Regions from separate parts of the Mus musculus genome. Here region 2 is linked to region 1. A link is a contact called in public targeted proximity ligation data. All regions are on one chromosome and are shown on one strand. The core of a region is the stretch at or near the end of the contact, and the rest is flanking DNA. Distances in the headings are between cores, read along the strand shown. Region 1 has its middle 11 kb from the start of Slc3a2. Region 2 holds the start of Ahnak (AHNAK nucleoprotein (desmoyokin)).

Evidence for each region.
Region 2: a targeted proximity ligation map of pancreatic cancer cells shows a contact between it and region 1. A contact is called at or near these places in 2 of 39 promoter capture datasets (cranial neural crest and pre-B cells), 5 of 484 Hi-C or Micro-C datasets (the C2C12 cell line, the N1E-115 cell line, effector CD8 T cells and 1 more), 13 of 130 datasets of targeted methods (the 230-238 cell line, CD4 single positive thymocytes, the NIH/3T3 cell line and 9 more) and 3 of 9 other capture datasets (adipose tissue, liver and pancreatic islet).

The regions. Positions count from the first base shown.
Region 1 is chr19:8,699,584-8,705,459 of GRCm38.p6, reverse strand. No RefSeq gene overlaps it. Among named protein-coding and RNA genes, the nearest start is that of Slc3a2, 11 kb to the left of the region's middle.
Region 2 is chr19:8,985,293-8,991,829 of GRCm38.p6, reverse strand. It overlaps Ahnak (AHNAK nucleoprotein (desmoyokin)), which reads right to left and starts at 2,546. Exons shown (of 5, transcript NM_009643.2): 1 at 2,401-2,546.

The DNA of each region.
Region 1 (5,876 bases), core at 1,615-4,114:
AGGATATGTCTATGGAGGAGGAAGTCAGTGGAGGAGGTGGTGGCATCATGCATTGACTCTGCAGGCCAGTTCGCAGGATTTATTGTCCTTTTGTCAGCCAGTGATTTTTTTTCTTTTTTTTAAAGTGGGCCCCATAGGCCTTAGTGTTAACTTTGCCTTCAAAGTCTTAGGAACAAGAACCTGGTGGATATTTTGGCTCTCCTAGCCTTGGGGAAAAGAACACGTTGGACCCTGTGTGTAGGCTCTACAGCAGGCTGGAACTTGCTGTGGCCTGGGCCTCTGAGGGTATTCTGGTGTAGAGGACAGATCCAAGCTACTAAAAGACCTAACTAAGATCCAGCCTTTGTTTCTTCATCTTGCTCAGTGACAGAGCCTGAGCCTTTGAGAGGAGTCCATACTGACTCCCGCTCTGAAGACATACACCGCTCTCCCTCCCAGCCCCATTTACCCCCTGGCTTTTGTCTCTTGTGGACCTCTTCCTGAGGCTGCCCACCCCTTCCCTCTGTTTACTTTCCTAGATCCTCCCCCCCATCTTCCCTCTCTCCTCTTCTTTGCTGCCTAGTTGTTTCTTTCTTTTTCTTTCTTTTTCTTTTTCTTTTTCTTTTTCTTTTTCTTTTTCTTTTTCTTTTTCTTTTTCTTTTTTTTTTTTTTGTTTCTGGGCTAAGCTCTAACTATGTAGCCCTGGCTGGAATGCATACAGATATTCCTGCTTCCCCTTCCCTTGTGGAACCGCCAAAGCTATCGCCCAGGGGATCCATTTTGACCCAGATTTTACTGTGAAATATTGTGGTGTTATTTTCTGATTATTTTAAAAGTTCTTTTACTTTTTATTTTTACTTTTTTATGCATGTACTTTATAGATTAGAGAGGTGTCTTGGCAAGTAAGAGCACTTTCTGCTCTTGCAGAAGACTTGGGTTCAGTTTCTAGTTCAGTTTCCAAATGGTGGCTCACCCATAGCTCCAGGTCCAGGCTCTCCAGTGCGCTCTTCTGACCGCTACAGGTACCAGACACATACGCAGTACACAATACATAAATGTAGGTAAACAGTCATACACATAACAAAAATAAATAAATCTTAAAAAGTTTATGTTCTTTGGGGTTGGCAAGATGGCTCATCAGTTAAAAGAATGAGCTACTATTCTAGATTGGTCAGATTTGAGTCCCAGCACCCACATAGCTGCTCGTAATCATCTGTAATTCTAGTTTCAAGAGATCCAGTGCCTCTTCCGGCTTCCAGGGGAAGCAGCCACACATGTGGTGCACAGATATACATGCACTCAAAGCACTACACACATTAAAAAATAATAAAAATGCCGGGTGGTGGTGGCACACACCTTTAATTCCAAGCACTTGGGAGGCAGAGGCAGGCGGATTTCTGAGTTCGAGGCCAGCCTGGTCTACAAAGTGAGTTCCAGGACAGCCAGGGCTACACAGAGAAACCCTGTCTCAAAAAACCAAAACACCAAAAAAAAAAAAAAGAAAAGAAAAAAGTAATAATAAAAATGTAAACAGTAGATAATAGATATTAAGCAAACCAAGATGAGACCTAGTTTTGCTCTTTACAGCTACCATGGTGCAGAGAAGCCTCAGAAACTGAGTTTGTCTGGCAGGGTCCTGGCAACAGTGCGTCTCCAGATCTTTGTGTTCTGGGAATATAAGTGGGAACCCATCCCCCACCCCTGAAATCTGCAAGTTCTGGACCCTGGCATATGCAATCGTCTTGAAAGCCAAGCACAGTCTGGTCTGGTTAGTATTTAGTAGGAGACCACCTGCGAATACCAAGTTCTCTAAGACTAAGAATCAAAAATGAAACAAAAGGAGCTGCAGGAGGTGGCTCACAACTTTAATGCCAGCATTCCAGAGGCTGGGGGGTGGGTGCGGGGGGGGGGGGGGGGGCAGATGGATTTACATAGGTCAGAGAGTCAATTCTCTTTCTACCACATTGGGTTTCAGGGATTGAACTCAGGTCATTAAGATGGTCAAGCAAACGCCTTTGCCTGCTGAGCCATCTTCTTGCCCTAAGATTAAAAATCAACTACTTTCTGGTGCTAGGGATTGGATGTAGGGCCTTGTGTGTATTAGGCAAGTGCTCTACCACTGGGCTACATTCTAAGTCCTTGGATGGACTGGATGTAAGGGGAGTTGGGCAGACTGGGCCATTAAGCTAATCAGTGGAGGCAAGAGAATGAAAGGCAGGAAGGTGATCTGCGCCTTCCTTGGTGGTGTTCTGGGCATAGGTTCTCTAGCACCTGCACATGGAGATTTCTAGGAGGGAAGAGTACGGCTCAGTACAGGGCACGATCTAGGATCACTTGAGGTATAGACAGGGTGTGTAGGAAGCATTGCTGAGTGAAGAGAGAGGCAGCAGAGGGGAGGTTGGAGCCAAAGATTGAGTGTATTTACAGGATGAACAGTGGAAGAGACTCTAACAAAGGAAGAGTAGAAGCAAATTGAATGGCGGGCATGAAGAGAAGGAGGCAAGAAGGTGCCAGGTAGATGTTAGATAGAGACAGTATCTTTCAGATTGGTGATAAAGATATTATTGGCTGTCTATAGGGGAACTTACCAGGAGCCTTCTGGGGAGAATGGAAAAGTAGTTTTCTTTCTTGTTGCACAGGTTTCTAGAGATTTCAATTTGTGTACATGGTTGTCTTAAGTACCAAAAGAACTTATTGGAAGGCTATCAGGAAATGCCAGAAGAAAGCAGGATCAGACTCGGGAAATGGGCAGGAAGCAAGCACCAAGAAAGCAGGAAGTTCGATTGTCTTTTAACTGGAACTGCCTGGGATGCTGCCACAGGGGACGCACTGCCAAGATCTTGTGGTTGGGCACAAAAAGCACAATGCACAAAAGCATAGCCTCCCTGGGTGGGGTGTGGGTGGTGTTGGAATTTACAATGTGTTCTGCTTGAATGGCCCTGGTATGTCCTGAGTCTCAGGACTAAGAGGGTTATTATGTTTTTAAAATGTTCTTTATTTAAAAAAAAAATGAAAATAGGGTCTGGAGAGATGACTTAGCCATGAAACAAACCAGGTATTTTGCACACGCCTGTAACTCCAGTTTCAAGGAGAGAGCAAAGAGGAGGATTGTTGAGGGGCGGGGGGGGGGGGGGAGTGTTGTTGGCTTTCAGCTAGGAAAGAAAGCATGAGTCCCAGGTTCAGAATGAGACACTGCCTCAGAGGAATAGTTGGAGAGTGATAGAGGAGAGTGTTCAAAGCCCTCTTTCAGCCTGAACACACAGCACACAGCACCCTCCCCTCCCACACGCACATACACAAATAAGTAAATATGGTTTTTAAAGATTTTACTTATTATATGTAAATGAGTACACTGTAGCTGTCTTCAGACACACCAGAAGAGGGCATCGGATCCCATTGCAGATGGTTGTGAGCCACCATGTGGTTGCTGGGGATTGAACTCAGGACCTCTGGAAGAGCAGTCAGTTCTCTTAACCTCTGAGCCATCTCTCCAGCCCTAAGTAAATATTTTAAACAATGAAATCAGAGCCAGTGAGATGGCTCAGTAGGTGAATGTACCTCCTGCAGAGCCTGACAACATGAGTTTGATCCCTGAGACCCACACAACGGAAGGAGAGAAGCTGACTCCTCCAAGTTGCCAGGTGACCTCCATGTATGCACCTTTGCGTGTGCATTGCATCCCCTGATAAGTAAATGTAAAAAGAAGGTCCCCCACCTCACCCCTTTAAAGACAGGGCTTCTCTGTGTAGCCCTGGCTATCCTGGAACTCAATCTGTAGACCAGGCTGGCCTCGAACTCAGAGCCTGCCTGCCTCTGCCTCCCGAGTGCCAGGATTAAAGCTGTGCCCCCATGCCTAGCTTCTTTTTCTTAAAAACTATGATTGTGTAGGTGTAGGCTGTGTATGTGTCATGTGCAGTCAGAGGACAACTTTGTGTCATCCTCTCCTTCTACTTTTATGTGGGCTCTGGGGAAAGAACTCAGGTCATCAGGTTTATGCGGTAAGCACCTCTACTCTATGAGCCATCTTTCTGGTCTCTCAACACTCTTTCTTCCCATACCCGCACTCATTCTCACAAATACATCTCTATTAACACTGCAAGCTAGGGTCTACATATTAAAAAAGAACATGCAGTTTTTGTCTTCCTGAATCTGGATTAAAGAGTGTGTATTAGTCAGGGTTCTCTAGAGGAACAGAACAGATAGAATGAATTTTAATATATTAAAAGGGTGTTTATCGGGGCTGGTGAGATGGCTCAGCAGGTAAGAGCACCCGACTGCTCTTCCGAAGGTCCAGAGTTCAAATCCCAGCAACCACATGGTGGCTCACAACCATCCGTAACAAGACCTGACTCCCTCTTCTGGTGTGTCTGAAGATAGCTACAGTGTACTTATATATAATAATAAATAAATCTTTAAAAAAAAAATAAAAAAAGGGTGTTTATCAGAGTGGTTTAGGGGCTGGGATTTGGCTACTTCAATAATGTCTGTTTCTTGGGAAGTCAAGAATCTGAAAGTTGTCTTGCAGCTGGATGTCTCCGCTGGTTTTCAGTATACATTGGAATCTGGAGAAATAGGCTCTCATACCATGGAAATGATACGTCCACTGAAGGATCGATGAATTTATGAGCGAGAGTGAGGACAAACAGGCAAAACCCATACTTCCCACTTGTCTTTTTACAAAGGCTGCCAACAGAAGTTTTAGCCTAGATTTAGGATTCGTCTTCTGACCTCAAATGATCCAGATTTAGGGTGAGTCTTCCCACCTTAAATGATCCAAACCAGAAAAAAAAGAAATCCGTCACAGGTGTGCCCACAGGTGTGCCCACATGTGTGCCTGTGTTTTAGTTAATTCTTTACGTGGTCAAGTTGACAACCAATATTAACCATCACCTATCACAGAGGTTTTTTTTTTTTTTTTTCTGCCCAAGTCATGCATTTGAGGTACTGTCCCTGAACTTAAAGGACAGTATCCTGCTCTGACTTGAACAGTAATGTCAAGTAGCTTTAGATGGAAGAAGCAGACAGGGACAAGGCAGCTGGCCTTTAATCCCAGCACTCAGGAGTCAGAGGCATGCAGATCCCTGTGATCCAGGCCAGCCTGGTATATGTAGTGAGTTCCAGGATAGCCAGGGTTATGTTGAGAGACCCTTTCTTTAAAAAAAAAAAAAAAGAAAGAAAGAAAGAAAGAGAGAGAGAGAGAAAGAAAGAAAAAGAGAAAGAAAGAAAGAGAAAGGAAAAGAAAGAAAAGGAAAGGAAGAATAAGGCTTTTGGTTGGAAGAGAAAACAGATTTGCTTTTAACTGCTGAGCCATCTACCTGTCCAGCCCCTAAAATTGTTTTTCTAAAACCATATTTTTAGATTTTTTTTTGTTCTTTTTGGTTTTTCGAGACAGGGTTTCTCTGTATAGTCTTGGCTGTCCTGGAACTCACTTTGTAGACCAGGCTGGCCTCGAACTCAGAAATCCACCTGCCTCTGCCTCCCGAGTGCTGGGATTAAAGGCGTGTGCCCCCACACCCGGCGGGAAATAGAATTTTCTGATGGCCCAGGTCGATGTCTACTTGAGCACTAACTTTCTTATAGTTTTGCCCCCCAACTGAAGCAGAGCCTGCAATTCTTGTCCTCACCAACAGGGAGATGAGAAGGGGGATGGCGTGCCAGGCACAGGGGTGGGTTCTCCTTTAGTGTGAACAATTCAGAAGAAGCACACTTGCTTAAGCATTAGTGCGAGCAAGCCAGGTAGGTTCTGGGAACTGGGAATACATCTGGCTGCCATTTCTGGGGTTAACCTGCTGTGTGTGGCTACAGGAATCTGCACGGGTAGAACTTCTATCAAGTATCTTGGTGACATTAGGCAGGCACTGTTCCCTTCGAAGTCCCCCAACGTGAGTGTAGTTTGG
Region 2 (6,537 bases), core at 1,297-3,796, 290 kb before region 1:
TGGAGCTGTGGAGTGCTAGGCCAAGACCCTCAGGGTATCACTGCTGACTTCCAAACCATTAGCACTAAGTCTTGGATGACTCACGTGCCTGTCTCTCTGAATGTCCTGGTTCTCTTCACAATGTCCCTTTGCATAATCTCTTAGGGACAAGAGCTTTAGAAAGGAGTTCAGACATCTTCCAGATGTCATCCCTACGCCCCCCTCCAGTCCTTTACTAGATCAGCTCCCTTGTTCCCAGTTCCTTTCCCACACTCCCCTTGCCCCATAACTCAGCTCAGGCCGAGGAAGTGGCCCTTAAATGAGGGGTTCCCTTCTACTGCACAATCTGCACACTCTACAGACCAGATACAGGCCTGCCCTCCCCCACACCCCCATAGTTTTTCAAGAAAAGGAAGCTACTAGTTCATTCAGCTTGGGAAAAGGAAAAGAGACCCACCCTACCCCCAGAGACTTCCCTAATAGGGCAGGACCAAAACAGTTCTACTCACCTAAGCCATTCTCAGTGTGGGGAGAGGCCCTAAACATTGCCCACATTGCCCATAGCATCTTCCTGTGTGCCCTCCCCTCTCCCAGTCACCTATGAGGACAGTATCATTGATATGAGGACATGAATCATTGGATCTTGTGAATTCATCCCATCTAGTATACGTTAGGTACAGTAAGATGGTTCCTGCCATTGCTAAAGTTTAAGGGCAAACTGTTTCAAAACCATTTGTTGGGAGTCCTTTTTCTCCTGGGAATTCCAGGTCACTTTCCAAGGATCCCCCACCCCCATCCCCCCAACTACCTCCAGAAGCTTTTCTGCAAATCCCCTCCACAGAACAGGGACATTGAGACAAGTACCCCTGGACACGTGTGTCCTCAGAGACAGCCTAGGGCCACACCCTGCCAAACCAGGGTGCCAACCCAGACATCATGCGCACAATCTTCTGTGGTCACATTGTGCAGAAGTGACAATAGAGTGAGCAGGCAAGCACACACACACACACACACACACACACACACACACACACACACATACCAGGGACACTACGTTGTCAAGGCTCCACTCCATTTGACTTGTAGGATATCCCCGGGTCACCCCAAGAGTCTTCAGTGCTCATCGCCATGTACAGCTAGCCCTGATGTCAACCCAACGCCACCAAGGTTCTGCGTCCCCCAAATCTGCCTCGGCACTGAAAGGGGCTCCAGCCAGAGGAGGCCCAGGCTCCCGCACACTGCACATCCCCTCCCTGCATGGGAAAGCCTTACATAACACAGCTCTCTGCACACACCCTAAGCATGTTGCCTTTCCAACCCCACAGTAGGATCTTGCCCCCCGCCCTCTCCGCTGGCGCGCACTGCAAAAGTGAAGGGTTCCAAAGGAGAGCAGGGAAGTCCTTCACCTACGCCCTGCGCTCCGGCCCCCACCGCCTACACACGGCCTCTTTCCCCCTCCGCTTTGCCCCTCACCCCCACCCCCACCCCCGAATTCTGGTTTGAATTAGTCACCGGCTCCAACCACTACATTCCTCAGGCTGCTGGAATCCAGCCAGGCGCTGGGGCGGGGGCCATCCCGCCCGGACGAGTTTGGGAGTGGGGTGGGGTGGGGAGAAAGCACCGCCCCTAGAAGGAGCAAGGGAGGTTCTGGGGACTGTGTCGATTGCACAGCCCCCTCCCCGCCCACCCAGCGCAGGAATCTCCCTAATTATGTCCCCCACCCCCCCTCCCACTCCCACCCATCCCACAGGGAGGCACGCTGCAAACTTCCAGGCTCCGACGCCCTGGAGAAAGAAGGGAGTTTTCTGGATCTGGAAACACAGAGGGGCAAGACTAGGGCGGGGCAGTTGAAGGGGAGCTGTTAAAGTCGCCGCTAGGAGCCAGAAAGGGAGAGGCTGGTGGTACAGAGCAGGGTGGGGCCGAGGGGAATCCGGACGCGAAGTTCGAGATGGAGGTGTGGGGAGCCGCGAAAGACAGCAGAGGGGGCACGCGGTGCAGGGGCGCGGGAGGGGCGATGGGGCTCTTGGAAACTTCTCCAGTAAACATGGTATAGGAACCAAGTAGCGCTCTGAGCCGCCGCCCCAAAGAGATGGAATCGGTCAGGGACCACCAGATCAGGAACGCCCTGCACTGCAGTTGGAACGACAATACATCCGCGGGAAAAAACTAAAAGCGCAGCAAAGCACACTTCGAAGCGATTTTCTAACTTAGTTAAACTTGGCCCCAACTCCGGAGAAAGAGCTTTACTCCCGAAGCGTGACGCGTCGCCTGCCCCGGCGGCCGCAAGCGGCCAGGTTTGCTCCCAACAGTCGGAACCCTCGTAGTGACACTACCGCAAATGCACCTTGTCCGAGTCCCTCTCTCCCCTGGTCGCCCGAACCCTGGCCCCACACCTTACCGCCCAGCGCTCCGCTTCCCTACCTGCGGGCTCAGCCCCAGGACGCAGCCATAGCCGGCGAAGGGCCCGAGGTCGCAGTGCTGACTGCTGGCGACGGCGAGCCCCAGTCGGGGCGGGTCTGGCAGGGCGGACAGTGCAGTCCCCGCGGCAGAGCTGCTCCAAGTGGCCGGGCCCCCGTGCGCGGAGGCGGCTCTTGTAACTCGGGCGGGTCTGCCCGGAGCTGTGGGGAGAGGGCGGGGCCGGGCGGGGCCCGAATAGGGCAAGGACCCGAGAGCACGACTAACACTGAAGCCACCCTGGAATGGGCCGGTGAAGGGAGAAGGTTGAGGGGGCTCAGGGACGAGGAGGCGTCGCCTTTTCCCCTCCCCTATCCCATCTATTGCTCCTGTCCCGGCTCTGGATCTTCCCACCCCATTTTAAACAGTGTGTGTGTGTTCACCGGCAAGAAATTCCTGGAAGCACGCAGGGGCACAGATTCACAGTCGGAATCCAGAGTCAACCTAGTCTGCAGAAGAGCCAAGAAGCTCAGATGATTCAACCTCGACCTCCAGCCTCCACACAGACCTTTGAGCTTTCTCTCAAGCTCAGATACATTAATCCCAGGCCCCAGCCTCCTCTCCCAGTTCCCAGGCTTCTTGCAGCCTCGCCCCGTTCCTCGCCTTCAGGCTCTCTCCTCTTCTACAAAACACACTGACTCTAAGACTTAGATCCGACCCCTAGGAATGGAGTCACCTATGCACCACACCACGGTGCTGTTCTTCATTGCAGCGACACCAGTCAGGCCTGCAGCTGTTGGACGCACCATGGAACAACTCACTCTCTCCTGTAAACTCTGTCCCCCATGCCTTTTGGGTATTTTATTTGGGGGAGGGAGCACAGACTGTGTAGCCCGGCCATCACAGAACTGGCTAGAACTGACAGCCTTACAGATTCCCCTGCCTCTGCCACCCTGGGACTAAAGGCATGAACCACTATGCCCCAGTAAGCTTGAGGAACCCAAGATCCAGCACTTTCTTTGCATTCCCAGGCCTTCTGCGCCTCTCACAGCTCCTCCCCCATATTTCCATTTGCAAGTTGCTCCGCTCCCCAATTTACAGCCATTTCCCACAGCCACTTCTAACTCTATGTGGATTTTATTAAATGCTTAATGATGGGGTTGCAGAGATGTTCTGGCTGCATCCCCCCTCCGCACCTCCCTTTTTCTCCTTCCCTATTGAGTTCTACCCTCTCTGGCAGGTGGCTACCCAGCTGCCCACTCCAGTTTCCCTTCCTTCCCAAATGCCCCAAGAGGCCTCAAGCTGGAGAACTGAGACCTTGGCCTGAGGCAGGAGCACCTTCGCTCCAAGATCATGAGTGGGCTGGGGCTGAGACCAGCCCTGCCCTGTCCTCTGAAATGGCAAACATGTTTGCAGGCTAAAAATATCAGCCAAGTCTGCTGCCAGCCCTGGGGGCTGTGTCCAGGTCCAGTTACCACACAGGGTACAGGCGATGGGGGGAGGGAGACAACAGAAGGGAGTGACAGAGAACAGACACAGATGTAATGGACACACCAGGGTGGAGAGAAATGTAGGTAGAAATTCAGACAGGCATGGACATGTAAAGACAGGCAAAGCAGAGACTTGGCTACTAACATTCCTCTCTCTCTCTCTCTCTCTCTCTCTCTCTCTTTCTCTGCCCCTCCTCAAACCCACTAGACATCACAAACACACTGTCAATTGGCTTAACAGCCCCCCCCCTCCAAATCTACTCCCTTCCCAGCACACTCCCTACGGTGAACTCAGTAAGTTCCAGGCCACCCAGAGATACCAAGTGAGGATCAGGCCAAAACACATTTCAAAAAATAAAACTCAAGAGCCAGTCATGTTTTTTTTTTCCTTTTACTTAGTGTGCATGATCATGTGGAGGCCATGGGACTTGTGAGGGTCTCTTCTCTCTTTCCACTGGGATCAAAGAGGTCATGAGGTTTGGTGGCAACTACCTGAACAAGTCATCCCCTAGCCCACAGTCCTGATTTACTGAACCAGGGTCTTACAGTGTAACCCAGGCTGTTCTGGAATTCACGATATAGGTTTGGTTGTCCTCAAATGACAACAATTCTGCCTTAGCCTCTCAAATGCTGAGATTACAAGTCTTCACCATATCAAGACATTTTATTTCACGGGGCATGGTGGCGCACGCCTTTAATCTCAGAACTGGGGAGGCAGAGGCAGGCAGATTTCTGAGTTCAAGGCCAGCCTGGTCTACAGAGTGAGTTCCAGGACAGCCAGGACTATACAGAGAAACCATCTCGAAAAAAAAAAAAAAAAAAAGAGGACATTTTATTTTATTCATTTTAGATGGGTACTCATACACTTATTGAGCCAGAAATGGTGATACATACCTTTAATCTCAGCACTCAAGAGGCAATGATTGGCAAACTTTGAATTTGAGGCCAGCCTGGGCTACATAGTAAGACCCTGTCTACACATAAATAGCGTTTATTTCACCTCTTAAATATAGACCAAGAATAAAATGAAGTACTCTGCAATCCTACTAGCTAGGTAATCCCTGTTGACATTAAATCAATGCCTCCGTAATGGGTCAGGGCATTTGGTAGGTGTTTTGTATGAGTAATAGGAATTTCTCTTATGTGAAAAATGAACACTGTACAATTGAGCTTCATCCCGGTCCTTGAAATTTAAGCACTATAGAGAGGCAGAACCATAAAAAGCAAACTTCTGCCTAGTGTGGTTATCACTCTGAGGCTGTCTGACCGAGACACCTAGGAGTCAGGGTCATCTGTGACCTTGGCTACATAAGAGTTTAAAGTAAGCCTGGACTACATAATGCCTTGTCTCAAAAAAATGTAAATTTCTCCCTTTTTCTCTACCCACTCTCCCCCCAAAAGTCACCAGTTAATCAATTACCAACAGAGTAGGTGGCAGAGGCAAGAGGCTCTCTAAGTTTGAGGACAGCCTGGTCTACAGAGTGAGTCCGGGACAGCTGATGCTAACACAGAGAAACTTTGTGTGTGGGGTGTGGGAACTTTGTGCATGGGGTGGGGGATGGGGTCTTCATTTTATTTTTTGAAAGAACAAGTTTCCTGATGCATGTTCAAGTGGAAATTGATTTATTCCTAGGCTTTCAGGAAGGTGACTATGATGTGATGCAAGCCCAAAGACACAGGGTATCTGCAAGGTGCATTCCAGGCAGGAGTGTTAGAGGAAGGAGGCTGGCACAGGAGAGTAAGAAGGAAATGAAGAGATGCGGGCACCAGGCACCTCAACTTTGCCGCACTCTGCATCTCCAAGAGGGACAGCTTCCTGGGCTCTGAGCCAATTGTATCTGCCCCAGTGTTTGTTCTGGCCACCCTCTTGGTCAACAGGGAAGAAGGCAGGAGGACATGGCTGGCTTTTGGAGCTACAGAACAGGGATTTCTGTCCAGACGCTTCATTCAGGGTTAAGGATGTCAAGATTGCCTGGTCAGGGCATGGTCTGGGAACTGGCTCCTGTCCAAGTCTAGGCTAAGAGAACAGAGAAAGGATAACGTCCATCCTTAAAATCCTTGAAGATCATGATCGTGCAATTGGAACCAGACATGAAGTTTCCTAATCAGCCCAGAGGAAGGGGTTGTTTTCAAGTTTTCAGACAGGTGTGATGCTGGTTCCATGACTGCGAATCTAAGTGCTCAATGGAGTGAGGCAGGAGGATCACCAAGTTCCAGGCCAGCCTAGATTATATAGTTCTAAGCCAGCCTGTGCTACAAAGTGAGACCTTTGCTTCAGAGAATCACACATAACAATTTTTTCAGTGTTCTAAGTGGAAATTCTAGTCCATCCCCATCCCACGCCACCCCTCCTTATCTCACCCCTACCATGATGCCCACTGTATGTGATTCTGCAGCAGATTTTCACAGGTTAGCTCACTTAGTTCTCACATACCCTGAGAAGGAGGTCCTCGATAAGGAAACAGCCTCAGAGGGGTTGCTGATTTACCTTAAGTCACACAGCTGGCAAAGGAAAGATTCTCACTCACATCTACACTCCTTAAAGGGATTTCCCTCTGCATGTGCTCTAGGTGGGTGGGTGGGAGGCACTGGCAGGCATTCAGCAATCGCTCAAAACCAAGAGTTATTTATTGTAATGCTAGGGTTCAAAGCCAGGGTCTCATCCATGCTAGGC